2 separate regions of the Mus musculus genome follow, and region 2 is linked to region 1. Evidence: chromatin contacts called from public HiChIP or PLAC-seq data. All regions are on one chromosome and are shown on one strand. Each heading gives the region's core, a stretch centred on a gene start, on an enhancer-like site or on the middle of the called end of the contact. The rest is flanking DNA. Distances are from core to core; before and after follow the strand shown. Region 1 overlaps Kcnq1 (potassium voltage-gated channel, subfamily Q, member 1). Region 2 overlaps Kcnq1 (potassium voltage-gated channel, subfamily Q, member 1).

Evidence for each region. HiChIP or PLAC-seq counts read pairs in DNA pulled down with a chosen protein or histone mark.
Region 2: a contact with region 1 is called in an H3K4me3 HiChIP or PLAC-seq map of embryonic stem cells, with 62 read pairs. The contact joins two enhancer-like sites. A contact is called at or near these places in 1 of 15 datasets of contacts at CTCF or cohesin (large pre-B cells), 6 of 484 Hi-C or Micro-C datasets (bone marrow-derived macrophages, embryonic fibroblasts, embryonic stem cells and 1 more), 12 of 115 datasets of contacts at active chromatin or transcription factors (craniofacial prominence, embryonic basal ganglia, embryonic forebrain and 8 more) and 1 of 9 other capture datasets (embryonic stem cells).

The regions. Positions count from the first base shown.
Region 1 is chr7:143,149,756-143,156,890 of GRCm38.p6, forward strand. All of the region lies in intron 2 of Kcnq1 (potassium voltage-gated channel, subfamily Q, member 1), which reads left to right. Among named protein-coding and RNA genes, the nearest start is that of Gm28821, 13 kb to the left of the region's middle. Within about 2 kb of position 4,281, at least 105 of the 459 cell types and tissues checked have an H3K27ac peak or open chromatin away from gene starts, as enhancers often do.
Region 2 is chr7:143,424,914-143,432,048 of GRCm38.p6, forward strand. It overlaps Kcnq1 (potassium voltage-gated channel, subfamily Q, member 1), which reads left to right. Exons shown (of 16, transcript NM_008434.2): 16 at 997-2,129. The coding sequence ends at 1,212. Among named protein-coding and RNA genes, the nearest start is that of Cdkn1c, 33 kb to the right of the region's middle. Within about 2 kb of position 3,393, at least 33 of the 459 cell types and tissues checked have an H3K27ac peak or open chromatin away from gene starts, as enhancers often do.

The DNA.
Region 1 (7,135 bases), core at 3,031-5,530:
GTGTTGAAGATGCAGGAAGAATAGAAAGGGTCCCTTTGTATGGGGAATTTCTGACCTAGGCCCAGAGAGAGGACAGGAGGACATGGGTACAGTGGCACTGAGGGGTGGGGTGGTTCTTGTGTGTGCCATTGCTGACTGACTCATGGGCCCTGCTGGTGTCCTAGCCCAATTCTAACTCAGTCACTGGGGTGGGCCTTTCAGCTCAGGGGACTTTCATGTATCATTTCTGGCAAGGCCATCGTGGCAGTCCTAGTGGGTACCACAACTACCTTTGTACATAGCTCTCTGCAGGCCAGACATGAGTGTGTGCCCTGTCCCAGTATAGAGCAATTTGAGGAATGGAATTTCCAAATACCAGGTTCCAGCTACACTCCGAGGAGCTTGGGGACTGTCTTGTGGGACCCATGTACTGTGAGAGGCTTAGATGTCTTTTAGGATTCCACACTCTGTGAAGGGCATGAGGACTGTCTCATGTGACCCTGAACTCTGTGAAGAGCCAACTGTGTCTTCAGGGTGCCCTGTTGTGTGTGAACTCAAATGCTTTGAGGGGCTGAGGTACTGTTGATCTGGTAGATATGAGTCCCTGAAACAGGGCTAGGATCCACTGAAGCAACTGAGGCAGACCCTGTTCTGTGAGGGCAATCAAGAGCCATGAGGGTAGACACCCCATGTATCACCATTCTCTGCTGGGCCAGATGTGGCCTTTAGAAGCAATGCTGATGGATCTATGATGCTTCTGGGAAGATGGGTGGAGGCCAGCATGGCTGGGACTATGGGGACAAGATAGCAACAGGTGGTAAAGCCCAGAATGGTGCAGCCTAGTGTCTTTCTGCTTGGGTGCACTTGTGTTTGCTTTCTGTGATGGGATGTTCCCTACCCTTACAGGGAACAAGGGCCACATTTAGCTGCCCTTCACCTTCTGCACAGGGGGTCTTAGGTGTTTCTCAGTGTTATCTATATACAGCCTCTGTCAGCTGGGCAGCTTGTCCTGCTAAGTCTTGAAGCACAGTGGTGGCTGCTCAGCCACACCCTTTTATCTTGTGTCCACTTTATCTTTCCTTTATGGCTTCTAGAGACTGAGCCACAGGAAAGATCCTTTTCCTGGATTATAGAGCTCTCTGGTCCTGGCCTGAGTGTGGTGGGTGCCTTCTTCCTCAAGTTTGAGTATTCACGTGTGATACTGTCAATGGCTTTTAGGAGTCTCCAGGGAAGCATGAGGCAGGCACTGCTCTGTTCCATCCCTGCTGCTCATCCCAACGGCCCCCTTTCCCAAAACTCCATAGGACACGTGTTTTCACTGTAGACCAAATCAAACATGAGGCTTGCCTGGTAGTACCTAGTTCTCTACAGGCCACTGGAGGGTTCATACCCTACAGTGAGCTCTGTAGCAAAATTCAGGGGCACCTGGCAAATTTCTTGTTCCTTACTCCCATCCCAAAAGTCAATGCATTCAATCCAGGGCACACCTGGTACCAAGTATTAACTATGATGGCTGTGGTGCCAGCCAGCAGTGTGCCTACCTCTGGGGTTGGGATGTCACTGTGGTTTAGGCACATGTGGTTTAGGCAGCTGCTAACAGACAGTAACAAGCTGTGATTGGAAGTTGTGGTCACTAGAGGGCGACTTCTCTTCTGAAGTTTTCTGGGACTTTTCAATGTGGGCCTTAGCCTATGATGTCCCCACACTTAACAGAGGTGCCAATTCCTGTACCTATGGTTCCTGGGCTTCAAGTCGGGGTCAGGGCCTCAAGTTTTTCCAGAAGCAACATCCAGCCAGTCTGCCTATTCCCTAGTTGGTTCCATGTGGCTGGAAAGATGCCACCAAATCTTAGCTGGCATCTCTCTGTGATGTGTTAGCTGATTAGCCTCAGTTTCCTGGATGACACCCCTTAGTCCCAGAGTATAATCTTTCAAGACCTGTCTGATGGAGCTCTTAGATATGGTTGGGGAATTTCACATGGCCCTTGTATTCCCTTATAGAACCAAGGTGGGGAAGAGGGCCCTGGGTTCCTTAGTTTTATGTGTGATGCTATCCCCACAGGTTCCTGTCAGAATTGTTCCCTTGCCCAGTACAGAGGTGGCTGCTACACGGATGAGGTCAAGTCTCTGGATATGTTATGAGAGGACATAGCTCCTGGTTACTGCTGAGGGGAATGGCCCAGGTTCTTTTCCAGAGAACTAGGTTTCTGTAGTTCTTAGTTTGGGACTTGGTCTGGAGAGCCTGGGCCAAAATGGCTCCTATGCTGAGAAGGGCCTGTGTGTCAGAACATTCCCCTGGGAGGCCTCCCAAGTACAAGTCTATATATGCACTTACGTGAATGTATTCACATATGCACAGACCCATGTATTCAAATGGACACATTCCTATATATAGCTGTGTCTTCAGGTAAGTGTGTGTTTTGTCTGAGCATGTGTGAGAGTGTAAGTGGACATTTACATGTGTAATATCCATATTAGGCCTTGTGCTTGGTTTTGTGTATTCTTGTGCACTTGTGAATGAATGCATTGTATTGTGTATCTTCATGTGTAGCTATGTTCATGCCTACGTGTAGATGGTACTGTATGTTCATGTGTCAACACATGTTCACATGTGTGTGGGCCTGTGAATGCACCTACTCCATTTCTCATCTGGTAGCTCCAGACTTGGGGTGGTTACCCCAGTAATTTTTGGCTTAGGCTCCCTTTCCTGGTGGCTTCTGCTGCCTCCCTCAGGCCAGGCTCTTTCTGGGGCCTGCTTGCCATCTTGTGGCTACTTTTGGAATTGTGAACACAGATCCAACAACCCTAAAGCAAAGGCAGGCGTGGGTGGGACCCACCCCTCCTCCATTCCCTCAGTGTGAGCGGGTCCCCACTCCCAAGGCAGCCCCTCCCCAGTCTGTTCTGCTTCCCAGAAGTGGCTCTTTGTCCACCACTGTGAGGGCAGTGACCTCATTACCTCTTTTGTCCCCTTCTCGTTCCCTGGACCCTCCCTGCCCCACAACAGCTAAGAAGAGATTTTATAGGACAAAAACCTGAGTGTCCCAGACGCTCCCTGGGTGGTTTGGGATAATTTCCAATTTCTCCCTCATGGTCTTCAGAGTGTCACACATTTAAGCATACACCCCCCCCCATCTCCAAACCTCCCTTCCCTCCCCATCTCTCCCTCCCAACTGCCTCAGGACCTTTGCACAAACACTATATATATCCAGCAGGGTTGCTTTCCTACTATTAGGACTGACCTCCGGTCAACGCTGCACACTCCCTTCTGGAACTCCCCTCTGCTCTTTTCTGGGCAACCTGGATGTGATGATGGGCTTCTTTGAGTAGGCTCACATCTCTTTCACACTTTTCTACTATGCAGAGGGAGGCTCAACACCCCGGCTGCTCAGAGTGTATATATGGAGTAGGATACAGAACCCCCTTCTTTTTAAGTCTTGTTCCCAGGCATGCCCCCTAAGGATACAATGATACCCCTGAACCTCAGTGTCTCCAACTGTAAAGTATAGGGATGAAAGTATAGTTGGCTTTAGTCTTAACCTCCCCATTTGGCTTTGCCACATTATTTTAAAGCCTCTCTCTCCCTGCCGCCTCCTGTGTGTGTGTGTGCTCGAAATGCCCACAGAATCCAGAAGATAATGTGGCAGATCCCCTAGAGATGGAGTAACAGACGATTGTGAACAGCCCAACATGCGTACCCAACCAAACTTAGAACCTCTGCCAGCGTAGCAAGGGATCTTAACTGCTGAGCCATTGTCTGTCCCCAACTTTGCCATGTTCGTAAGCTGTATCCTCACATGCTAGCCTTTAGAGGCCATACCTTCCAGGATTTGAGCTGGCTGTGTCTAGTGGCTTACTTCAGAGTCATGACCATGGTGTTGGGGAAGCAGATGTGAGGCTGGCGTGTGTCCAGCCTGGACATATGGACCAGTGAAGAAGTGTATGGCTCAAAGGACCTTGTATATAGGGTGGTGATATTTTCCTAGAAGACATGATGATTGGTCAAAGGGTTAGGTAAGGAGGAGTTGTGTGCTGTTGCAGATGGCTCATGGCCTCCGAAAGGTGCATGTGTCCTAGGCCCACGCAGATATCATGGTTGTGGATTCCAGGCCTCTAGGGTGAGAATGGCTGTTGGAGCCTCAGGCTGGGGGACATAGTGTAGAATGCAGCTGCTACATGCTGTGGACGGGAGTTGGGTGAAAAACAAAGATGTTTATTTCAGCCTTTGAGCTAAGGACAGGGCAGCCTCTGACGAGCTGTGGAGACACCAGGTGGCGCTCTTGTAACACACATTCCAGCAGCCCTTGGGCCGAGCCCAGAGTGCCGAGCGCGGGAGCCCAAACCACAGCCCGCGGTGCCCCACGGGGGCCCAGGGCAAGGGAGCTCTGTGAGGGATTCTGGGAGCACATTGGGTAAATGGTGGAGAAGAAGTCACGCGAGGCTGTGTTCCCCAACCCCAGCGCCGGTACTCCTGCCTCAGCGCCTGGCTTTCGTGGTGCCAGAGCCCTGTTATCTCAGCCAGGGCCAAGGAAGCCAGGCGGCCTCCGAGGGATTAAGCATTCTGCTGAGCCAGGCATATTCTGTGGGTCTGAAAAGCTGTTCTTGGAGAAAACTGGGCCCTGCCAGGCCAGGGTCTGGCTAGAACTTTGATCAGGGGTGTTATAGGTGTGCTTGGCCTTGAAACTTGTTTGTGGCCCCAAGGAGGACACCCCCCCTCCCGCCGCCCAGCCCCCAATCCGGCCTCTGAATCTAGAGCAAGCTGTATGTACATCTGTAGACGTGGCGCACATGTGTGTGCACGCCGTGTACGTGCAAGTCTGCTGAATGTGCATGCACGCCGCCAAACCCACCCACCCCTCCTTGCAATAGGAGACCCTGGCCAGGCCCAGGTGCAGGGCTGTTTTTTGTCTCTCAAACCCCAGCTTGTTTTCAAATCCCACACAAAGACAGCTGCATTGAAAAAGTCCTAGCACACACTCCAGCTCCGTGAGCCCCACAGCCCGCATACCAGGGAACTGTCCCGCCATGCCTGCGGTTAAAACCCGTGAGCCGCGCGGCCGGAGGCCTGGGGGATGAGGTCATCTCTCCAGTTTCCTCCCTTACTGTGAGGCTCCCTGGCCCCGCAGGGGCGACCCACCTCCCTGCAGCTGGACCCTTCCTGGCCCGCCCTTGCTTTCTGTAACTCTCTTGGCAGGCCTCAGTTTCCCAGGGGCAAAATGAGATCCGGTGGGCTCTCTGAGCCCTTAAAACAGCCCTTGCTGGGTCCTACTTTCAAGTGGAACAGGGTCAGCTCCCCAGGTCCCAGACCCTCGTTCACACTCAGCAGGGCCTCACATGTTCTTGCATTCGTTTTCACACCCTTTCCTGCCAGTGGAGACTTTATTGGCGTTAAATTCAGCGCCTAGCTTCATGTCTTGGTGCTGTGTCTAGGTTTTGCTTTGGTTTAGTTTGTTTTCACGGTCTATCTGTTGTAGAGCTTGCTCTTAGCTCTCCATCTTCTGTTGCTTGGAGTCACAGCGGGTGTTCTGTTTTTTTGGCTGAGACACGCCTTGGGTTGTACCTAGTGTACCGTTGCTGCTTGCACTGTATTTGGCCATGTGTCCCACTGCCTGGTCTGTTGTTCTGTCTGAGATCTCTTATGGGGGCATTAATATCACACCTGTTAGCTGCACTCGTGAGAGTCAGTATGCTTACTCTATCCCTGTCCCTGAAGACTAGTTTGCAGCCGAGGGAAGAAGACTTCTGCAGGTTGAGTCACTGCTGCAGCAGCACAAGGTCAGGAGACCAGCAGGGAGCTTGAGTTTTCCACCACCAAGCCCAAGATCTGACTTCCTGTGGGGCCCCAGCCCCCTGCTTGGAGAGATCTAGTTCTCAGGGCTCTTTAGAGATGCTGTCCAGCTAACCGTGTACCCAGTAGTGTTGCCAGCTCTCTCCTGGGCTCCTGGGTCCTCTGAGGAAACATTGTGTCCCTCTCAGGACTAGAACTTACTTTCTTTCTTTCTTTTTTTTTTTTTTTTTTGTTTTTTGTTTTTTGTTTTTTGTTTTTCGAGACAGGGTTTCTCTGTATAGCCCCGGCTGTCCTGGAACTCACTTTGTAGACCAGGCTGGCCTCAAACTCAGAAATTCGCCTGCCTCTGCCTCCCAAGTGCTGGGATTAAAGGTGTGCTCCATCACTGCCCAGCTGGACCAGAACTTTCTACGTCCTCAGCACACAAGGTTCCTATTGCCCCAGCTGTCATTTTGCCACTTTAAAAGATATTCCCCACGAGATGCCCACCTTTTTTGATTGAGTTGTTTTCTCCTACATTCATTGAGGAAGAGAGTAGCTGTGAAGCTCCAACTGTGTTTCAGGCTGTGTGCTAATGGGACAAGGGCTTCAAGTTCCTACCCAGAACTCACACCTTGGGGTCCTGTAGACATGGAAGCCACATGCCATCTGCGTGTAGTCCCTGGAGGGCTGTTGGGGATAATGGAACAGACATGGGCTCAGCTCTGCTTGTAGCCCCCAGGGCATCCAGAGGCTTGGGGGACTTGGGGGTACTCTCCCGAACTGTTGGTGCCTCTCTCCAGGAAGACAGCTGCTCTGTGGCTTAGTCTAGGTGGGAGGATGTCACACCTAGTCTGGGGATGGGTGGGTGACATGGGTGAATGGATGGGGCTGGGCTGCTTCTAAGGACCTCAAGATCTCCAAGCTGTGCAAAAAAAGTCCCACTGGTTGGGCACAGAGCTTATATGTCCTGCTGGATTGCTAGAAATGCCTGCTATGTTGGGGCGCAGCAAAGCCTTTTGCCTCCTACCTGCCCAGCATCTTTCACATGCTGTTATGGTGCCCATGAGCTGGGGCAGGAACGGTGGGCGGATCCCAATATCTTCTCCATTTCAGCTGCTAGAGAATGTAGGGGTTGGCTGGAGTGCTGAAACCCTGCCTGCTAGGGGCTAAGAAGGGCATGGTAGCACATAGCCAGCAGGCTTGTGGACTCCTCTGTGGTTTGGTTGGTTGTTTTCCAAACCAGGATAGAGACTGTGTGGCCCTTAAAACCTACAGCACGTGTTTTATGGCCTTCGAGAAAGTTGTCCAATCCTCATTCTGTTCAGAAGGAGAATGTGCAGAATGGTGGTTGCTGGTATGCTTTATTTTATTGTTGTTGTTGTCGTTCTGA
Region 2 (7,135 bases), core at 2,143-4,642, 270 kb after region 1:
GACAGCCCTGCTTCCTAGGTTATTATGCTAGGGGCTCTGGCCTCTCTGGACAGTGGGTATTTTCTTCTAGGAGAGAAAAGGAAGTAGCTGAGCATTTCAGGCCCCCAGGGCTGGGCTCCAGCCCCTTGCACAATGGCTCCTTCTTTCTAAGGAGTTCTCCAATGGCTCTTCATTGTGTCTCCTACAAGCACAGCAAGTGTGGCCTCTGTCAAGGGCCTACTCAGGTTCTGCCCTGCCTTTGTCTCCCCTCCAGTTCCTTAGCTACCCACCTAGTGCTTAGAGCAAAACAAGCCCTTTCCAGGCATGGGGTAAGGACCACACAGTCAAGAAATCTACTCAGTCACTGTCCTGACCCATGGGGACCTAGAAAGGTGGTGTTGTCCTAAAGTAGTACCTTTGAGTTACCTTTAAGGGTGGACATTATTTCATGAAACCACCCAGCCTCTGCCTGCTCAACCCTGAGCTGTCCCAATCCCTCTCTCCGGGTGCCAACCCCTCCCACAAAGCTCCCCTCCCCCCCGCACTGTGTAAGGTTCCAAACCCATCCAAGCTGAGCAGATAGCTTGGGACTCTGGGGTCCCACTCATCATGCCACCAGCCCTACCACCTCTTGGCCACAGGAACCCAGAGACTGTTCTAGGAGCTCCATAAGGTTTGTCCAGAGTCTCAAAGACCAAAAGGCCCGGGAAGGGGCTAAGAGGTGACTCTCAGCCACTAGGTCTACCTAGAAACAAGAGATAACTGTTAAGCACGCCCAGGTTTATGCATGTATGGACACACACAAGAACTCAATACTATACTGTACCCCCTGTACCCCAATAACAGATGCACATGAGGGTGACCAAGGGCCTCTAGGCATGGTACACACATAAATTCAACCCACAGCTATAAAGACATGTGACATACTCTCTTTCAGGCTTTGAATGCCCAGGCCCTAATATGGCCTGCACTAGGCTGTCTCTAGCACCAGGTTCATCTCTGTTTCTGTCCTTACAGGTGACACAACTGGACCAGAGACTGGTGATCATCACAGACATGCTCCACCAGCTGCTGTCCATGCAACAAGGTGGTCCAACCTGCAACAGCAGGTCACAAGTTGTAGCCAGCAATGAAGGTGGCTCCATCAACCCTGAGCTCTTCCTACCCAGCAACAGCCTGCCCACCTACGAACAACTGACTGTGCCCCAGACAGGCCCTGATGAGGGTTCCTGAAGGAGCTCAGAAGGGAGGTCCAGGGTAAACCCCCCACAGGTCTGCCCCACCTCCCTCTCAACAGGGGCACACCCACCTGGTTCTCACCCCCTTGAAGGCCTGATATGACAGCCTAGCTCCCTAAGGCCCCGAAACCCATGGGCCAAGCCACTGGCCTGGATCTGGATATCACCAACACCCCTCTGCCCAGCCAGTGGGAACTAGAACTTGTCTGGGCATGGGGTTCCTCTCAGGCCCCTATCAAGATGTTGATGCTGCTCTTCTGATGGCTGGAACATAGGGATGGGGAGTATATGTGTAAAGCAGGATGCAGCTCAGGCAGAGGGAAGCCCATCCAGGTATGCCAAGTGGCTTCCTAAAGGGAAACAGGAAGAGTCTGGGGTTTCCACCCTCAGCCCTGAATCCAGAGACCATCAGGGAACGTGCAGGGCAAGACAGGCCCGGCCCACACTAACTGCAGGCTGTAGCCCAGTGGGAGCTCAGCAGGCTAGAGCCTGACTCCTTCATTCTCTAGTGATGTTGACCACAACAAGATACTAGCGGGATTTTCACACCCCCCCCAAAGGATATCCCAAGCAAGGGATTGTCCACTGTCCACCCTAGCCAGGTATGGACTGACAACTTCTCCCCTAAAGTGAAAAGCAGGGCCCTCAAGCCCTATGAGCCCCACATGTGCAGCCTGCCTCCTTCTTGCTGGTCAGAGGTGCTGGACCAATGCTCAGACTCCAGCCTCTTTCACGCCACATTGAAGTTAGGGGCATCACCGATTCTTCCAGGATTGGTTCCTTGGGCTTGGGCACCACGCCTCACAGAAATCAAGATAATTTCTGGTGATTCAGACTCTTGTGTTTTAATGAATTTCGTAGTATGATCTTGATTGAGAGACTTTTCCAAATAAAGTTGGGACGTCCCAGGTTGATCTTGGCACAATGCTTACTTCTGAGAGAGTCTGGGGGATCTTTAGCACTCACCTTCCACCCTCTGCCCTACTCTACCTTCCTGTCTCCTGTTGATCCCCACAGACAGTCTCAATCTTTTCGTGAACAGGATCCTGCAGTTCCCTGGGACCCAGGTGCCCAGTGGCCACAGAGTGAGAATGATTTGTTGGTCCATGCAGAAAAGGCTCAGGCCCCAAGGGCTCAGAGGAACCATGATATGTGTGAAAGGTTGAGCCAGTGGGCTTGGGGTATCCCTGGGGCTTCCACTCCAAGTATACCTGCCTACTCAGTGTGAACAGGATGTAATTACCTCCACATTCCCAGAAGACCCTGAGCCCTAAAGGTAGCTGAGCCTGGGTCAGGATCTGACTAGGCTGGTACACACTGATATACGCACAGGAAGTCACCCTCAGACGTGTGCCCGGGACTCTCATCTGTCCTTTCCAGCCAAGATGGCTCTCACTGGTGACACATTCAAGAGTGCTTCTTTTCCAGGGCCAGCTCCCAAGGCCCTAAGACTTTCACTTCTGAAATAGAAGTATACAAATAAGTGCTGGGGTTCTTGGGCTCCCTTCAAAGCCCCGGTTTCCCTGTTGGGATTATGATGTTCCTCTGGCTGTCCAGTCAGTCCTCTAGGCTGCAGGGTTATTCTAAGTGAATACTGCCCTGATCACCTAGCCCTGTGGCTGTTACTCTTTGTGATCCATCTACTGAGAATGGAAACAGAGCCCTGTGAGCAGGGATTTCCCCAGCCAATGTCCACTGTCTCTACTGATCCCATTCTGTCCTCCTTCCAAGGCCCACCCTATATGCTTGGCCATCAGGGCCAGAGGCATCTGTGATTGGAAGGATGGGGGTGCCCTGGTCTTTGGAGGCAGAAGGTAGCAATCAGTAGAATCAAAGAGCCAAGTGTGAGGGTGCAGCTGGAGGCCCCTATAGGAGGGGAAAGCCCCCCAAGGCTCTCTTACCTGAATTTCTTAGGTAGCAGCTCCCTCCACAAGGTCTTAGTGTCGGGTCTAACAAGCACTGGCCAGCTTTTGAAGGGAAGGGTGGAAAGGCAGCTGAGGCCTCAGGCTTCCCGGCCTCAACCCCCCTCAAGGGGGGTTCTGCAGCAACAATTGCTGGAAGGCAGAAGCTGTTGTTTCCTTGTTGGGTAAATATTTGTGGAAGCCCCAGGCTGTGGCTGGCTATAGCCAGGGCCCTCAGTATTGCCCAGGCAGGCTACAGCCCACTGGGAGCTGAAGGCCATCCATCTGGGTAAGACACGGTCCCTGCTCCCTGCCGGCCTCGGTGCCGTGTTATGGACTGTGTAGAGTGGCCAAGTGCTGTTCTCCCGCAAGGACCATTGCAGCCCTCTCGGGTGTGAAATGCAATTTACCTGAAATAAAGCCCAATTATGGAATTACCTAATTAAAGCCGGGGAGAAGGCTGGGCCTGGCAGGCCGGACGCTCAATGCCCGCCTGATGCCCATGGTCTGAAGGAACAGATGGTGCCCCGGCCTGCCGAGCTGGCCACATTCCTTCACTCTGTCCCCCTATAAGTGACCTAGACAGCACACGACCATCTGGTGTGTGACACGTCCTGCAGGCCCTGGACAATGGCCCAGCAGACCTCTCCATGAGAGGGCCGTCGCCCGGGCAACGGTGGCATGTGCGGGAAGGCCCATTTGCAGCCCCTCCCGAGGCCCTTTCTTCGGGCCCTTTGTGGGCCTCTCCTTGGCTCTCTAGCGGCTGGGCTGACAATACCCATAAGTATTTGTCCCCAGAGCTGTGCCTTTGTCCCCTTATCGAGGCCCTGGTGTCCAGTGGGTGCTAGGAGCATTTGCTAGAAGACCAGCAGGGCTCCAGTTTCATGGGACTGCCTCTGCCACTGCCCTCCCTTGCTCCCTTTCTGCCCTGACTGTAGTTCTGGAGCACTGAGCTTGACCCTGCCCAGATCTGAACATCTCCCACCTCTGAGCCTGCATACAGAGGGGAGAGACCCCTGCCACCCAGCTATAATCTTTCACCAGCTACCCGCCCCCTGTCTGTGACATAGGACAGTAAAAGTGTCCTATCACAAAGGGCTGATTAAGAAGAGACATCTAAGCCAAAGAAGAAGATACAACCATATACTTAAGGCAGCTGGAGAAATCTCCTAGGTGGGTGAAGCTGGTTCTTCCTCCCTCCTGCACTCCTGCCTGATCTTCTAGCTCTAAACCCCTTGCCTGGTCCACCAGTATCCAGCCACACCCCTTTCTGGCCACACCCCTCAGCATCAAGCCCCACCTCTTAGCCCTGCCTTCTCAGAGCCAAGCAAGTCTCCCAAAGGCAGGAAGGTAGCTGGGTAGTCCCTCCCAGGACCACCCTGACTCAACACCACAACACCACATAGCCAACCCACTATTCCTGGTATTTAAGCAGCTATGATTACCTGAATATTCCTCCCTCCCCTGCATCTAGCAGCCCCCATACACATATACACACACATGCATACATGCATGCATGCATGCATACATACATACATACATACATACATACATACCACACACACACTTGGGACTTCTAGTGTGATGGGCAGGTACAAGAATGGGACAGAGGGAACAGCTGGCCCAGGAATTTCCCAACCCCAACTGAGCTCAAGCAAAACTAGTTAAATCAGTGGATAAAATAAAGGCACTGACTGGCCACAGAGGCATCTGGACCCTGCAGAGGAACTAGGCTTCTAACCTGATCTAGGACACTGCTGTCCCGGCTTTACTCACTCAGCCTCCGGAGTGCAGGTTGGTTAAGAGTTCTTGGTGTTGACTAGAGATGCGTCCCTAAGAATGATCTTCTTTAATGGAAGGTCCAGGAAAGTTGAGCAATGGATCCTACTATCCTTATCCCTAGCTTCTGGGATCTGCTCCCCTCCCATCAAAGCTCAGATGCTGGTTGAAATAGCAAATGAAGTTCACTAGGACACAAGATGCTTGCTTTCCTGGCCAGTCCTTCTATGACCTGAGTTTGGTTCTGTTACCTGCCCTCCTCTCAGTGTTCTTGTGAGGCACTCCAAGGTACCTGGGATCAGCAAAGTTCTTGTCACATCCCCTCCTACAGTTCCCATGACACATCAGGGATTCACACTCCTTTCAATTCCCCATGCCTGCGGCCCCAGAGAACAGGTCCTTCTTAACTCCCAGAGCTCAGCCCAGCCCCTAGTCATCTGTTTCCAGGACTGGGCTCAAACAGGTCCAGGCAGCAGCTACTCAACCCAAGAGAACCCAGGCCACCTGGCTGATGCTCTCATTGCCTCTGAGATGTAGAGTGGAGTGTAGGGAAGGGGGACATCAAGACATACTGGGGACCATCGTGACACTCAAACTTTCTCACCCTCCTAACCCCTCCAGCCCTACTCCAGTCACACCCACAGCCTCATCTTCCTGCCAAGCCATAACAGTGAATAGCAGCTGGGTGTCCTTCGGGAATAAGAAGGAAGCACTGGGAAGAACAGATGCCCAGGACAGAAGGGCCTTCAAACAATAAGGCCCCTCCTCCTGGAACATGAGGACACCAAGGGTAGCACCTGTAAGTGTAAAGAACCATAGCAGATACTAGCAACCGTGTTGATGTCCATGATCTGTGCTGCCACCAGCTACTGTGGGCAGGGAGGTGTCTATAGACTTATAAGCTGGGAAGGAGAGACACTGAAGACATTCTGTGCCAACCTCTCACCAAAAAAGAAATAGTCTGGACATAAAGCTATTGAAGAAAGTCAATAATGAGCATTTAATAAAGATGCTGAAGTGTAGCTCTTCACAGTTGATGGTTTCTGTGGGGGCGGCCAGTGGGAGTTTGACCAGGTCCCAGTGACTAGATATGGGCAGCACAAGTTGGACCTGAGGGGTTTGGGGGGCTTGGGTTCTTTTCTTTTTTGAGGGGGTGTCCAAGGGTGGGAAGGAAGGTGGGCCTGAGAGGAATGGGAAGTGTGATCAGAGTGCATTATATGAAATTCCCAAATTAATAAACAACATATTGGGAGAGAAATAAAGAGCCATGGCAGAGAAGTTAGATGCTTAGCCTAGAATCCTCAGGACGTGGAGAGATGAAGTGGCTGAGGCAGAGCTGCCTTCTAGGGTCTTGGGATGTCAGAGAGACCAGGCTGAAGAAAAGATGGAGAACAGTTCTCAGGTGGCCTGAGCAGAGATCTCTGTCAGCCCACACAAGCTAGAAGTCACTATTCACCATGCCTTACAGAGGCAGCCACAGCCCTTCAGGGCATGCCCACTGGTTCCAAGTACGGTAGCACCTACCACACAGAGGTCACTTGGATCCTCAAAATGCAATTATATACTGACAACTAATGAGACTCCCCAAACACCATAGAATTCTTTCTGGTTGTTTCATAAGGCTTTATCCTCTCTTACCATCAAACACACACACACACACACACACACACACACACACACACACACACACACACAGACACACAGACAGAGAGGGGGGAAGATATATAGACAGAGGAAGGGGCAGGCAGAAGCATGTGAGATAGAGCACTTTCTGGTGAAATAGCCAGATTGAGCCTCATCCAGTGACAGTTCAGACTTCCAGGTAAGTATGGCACCCATGTCTATGCTAAGACATCTTGTGTCACAGCCCAGGCACCCTAAGGGTCAGAGGATCTGCCAGTGGGGCCTGGTGCAGAGGAACATGGAGAACCCACATCCCATAATGTAGCTCTGAGGAGGCATGACTGAGAAGACTCGAAGTTAGAAGTGATCAGCCAGGCTTGGGAGCAAGTTCACACTAGGGAGGGTTCTCCAAGGCATGAGAGTGCTGTGGGGCCCAGGAGAGGACAAAGGAGAGAGACTCTAGCCTCACTCATCTCTCAGGAGCCAAGCCTGTCCTGGGGATGTTGGAGGCTCCTCGGCAGGGGCTTCCTTGATAGGGCAGTGCCCAATCATTATGGGTCCTGTCTGAAGACTTGTTCCGGTGTACAGAACAAGGACAGTTAGTCAACCTGGGTC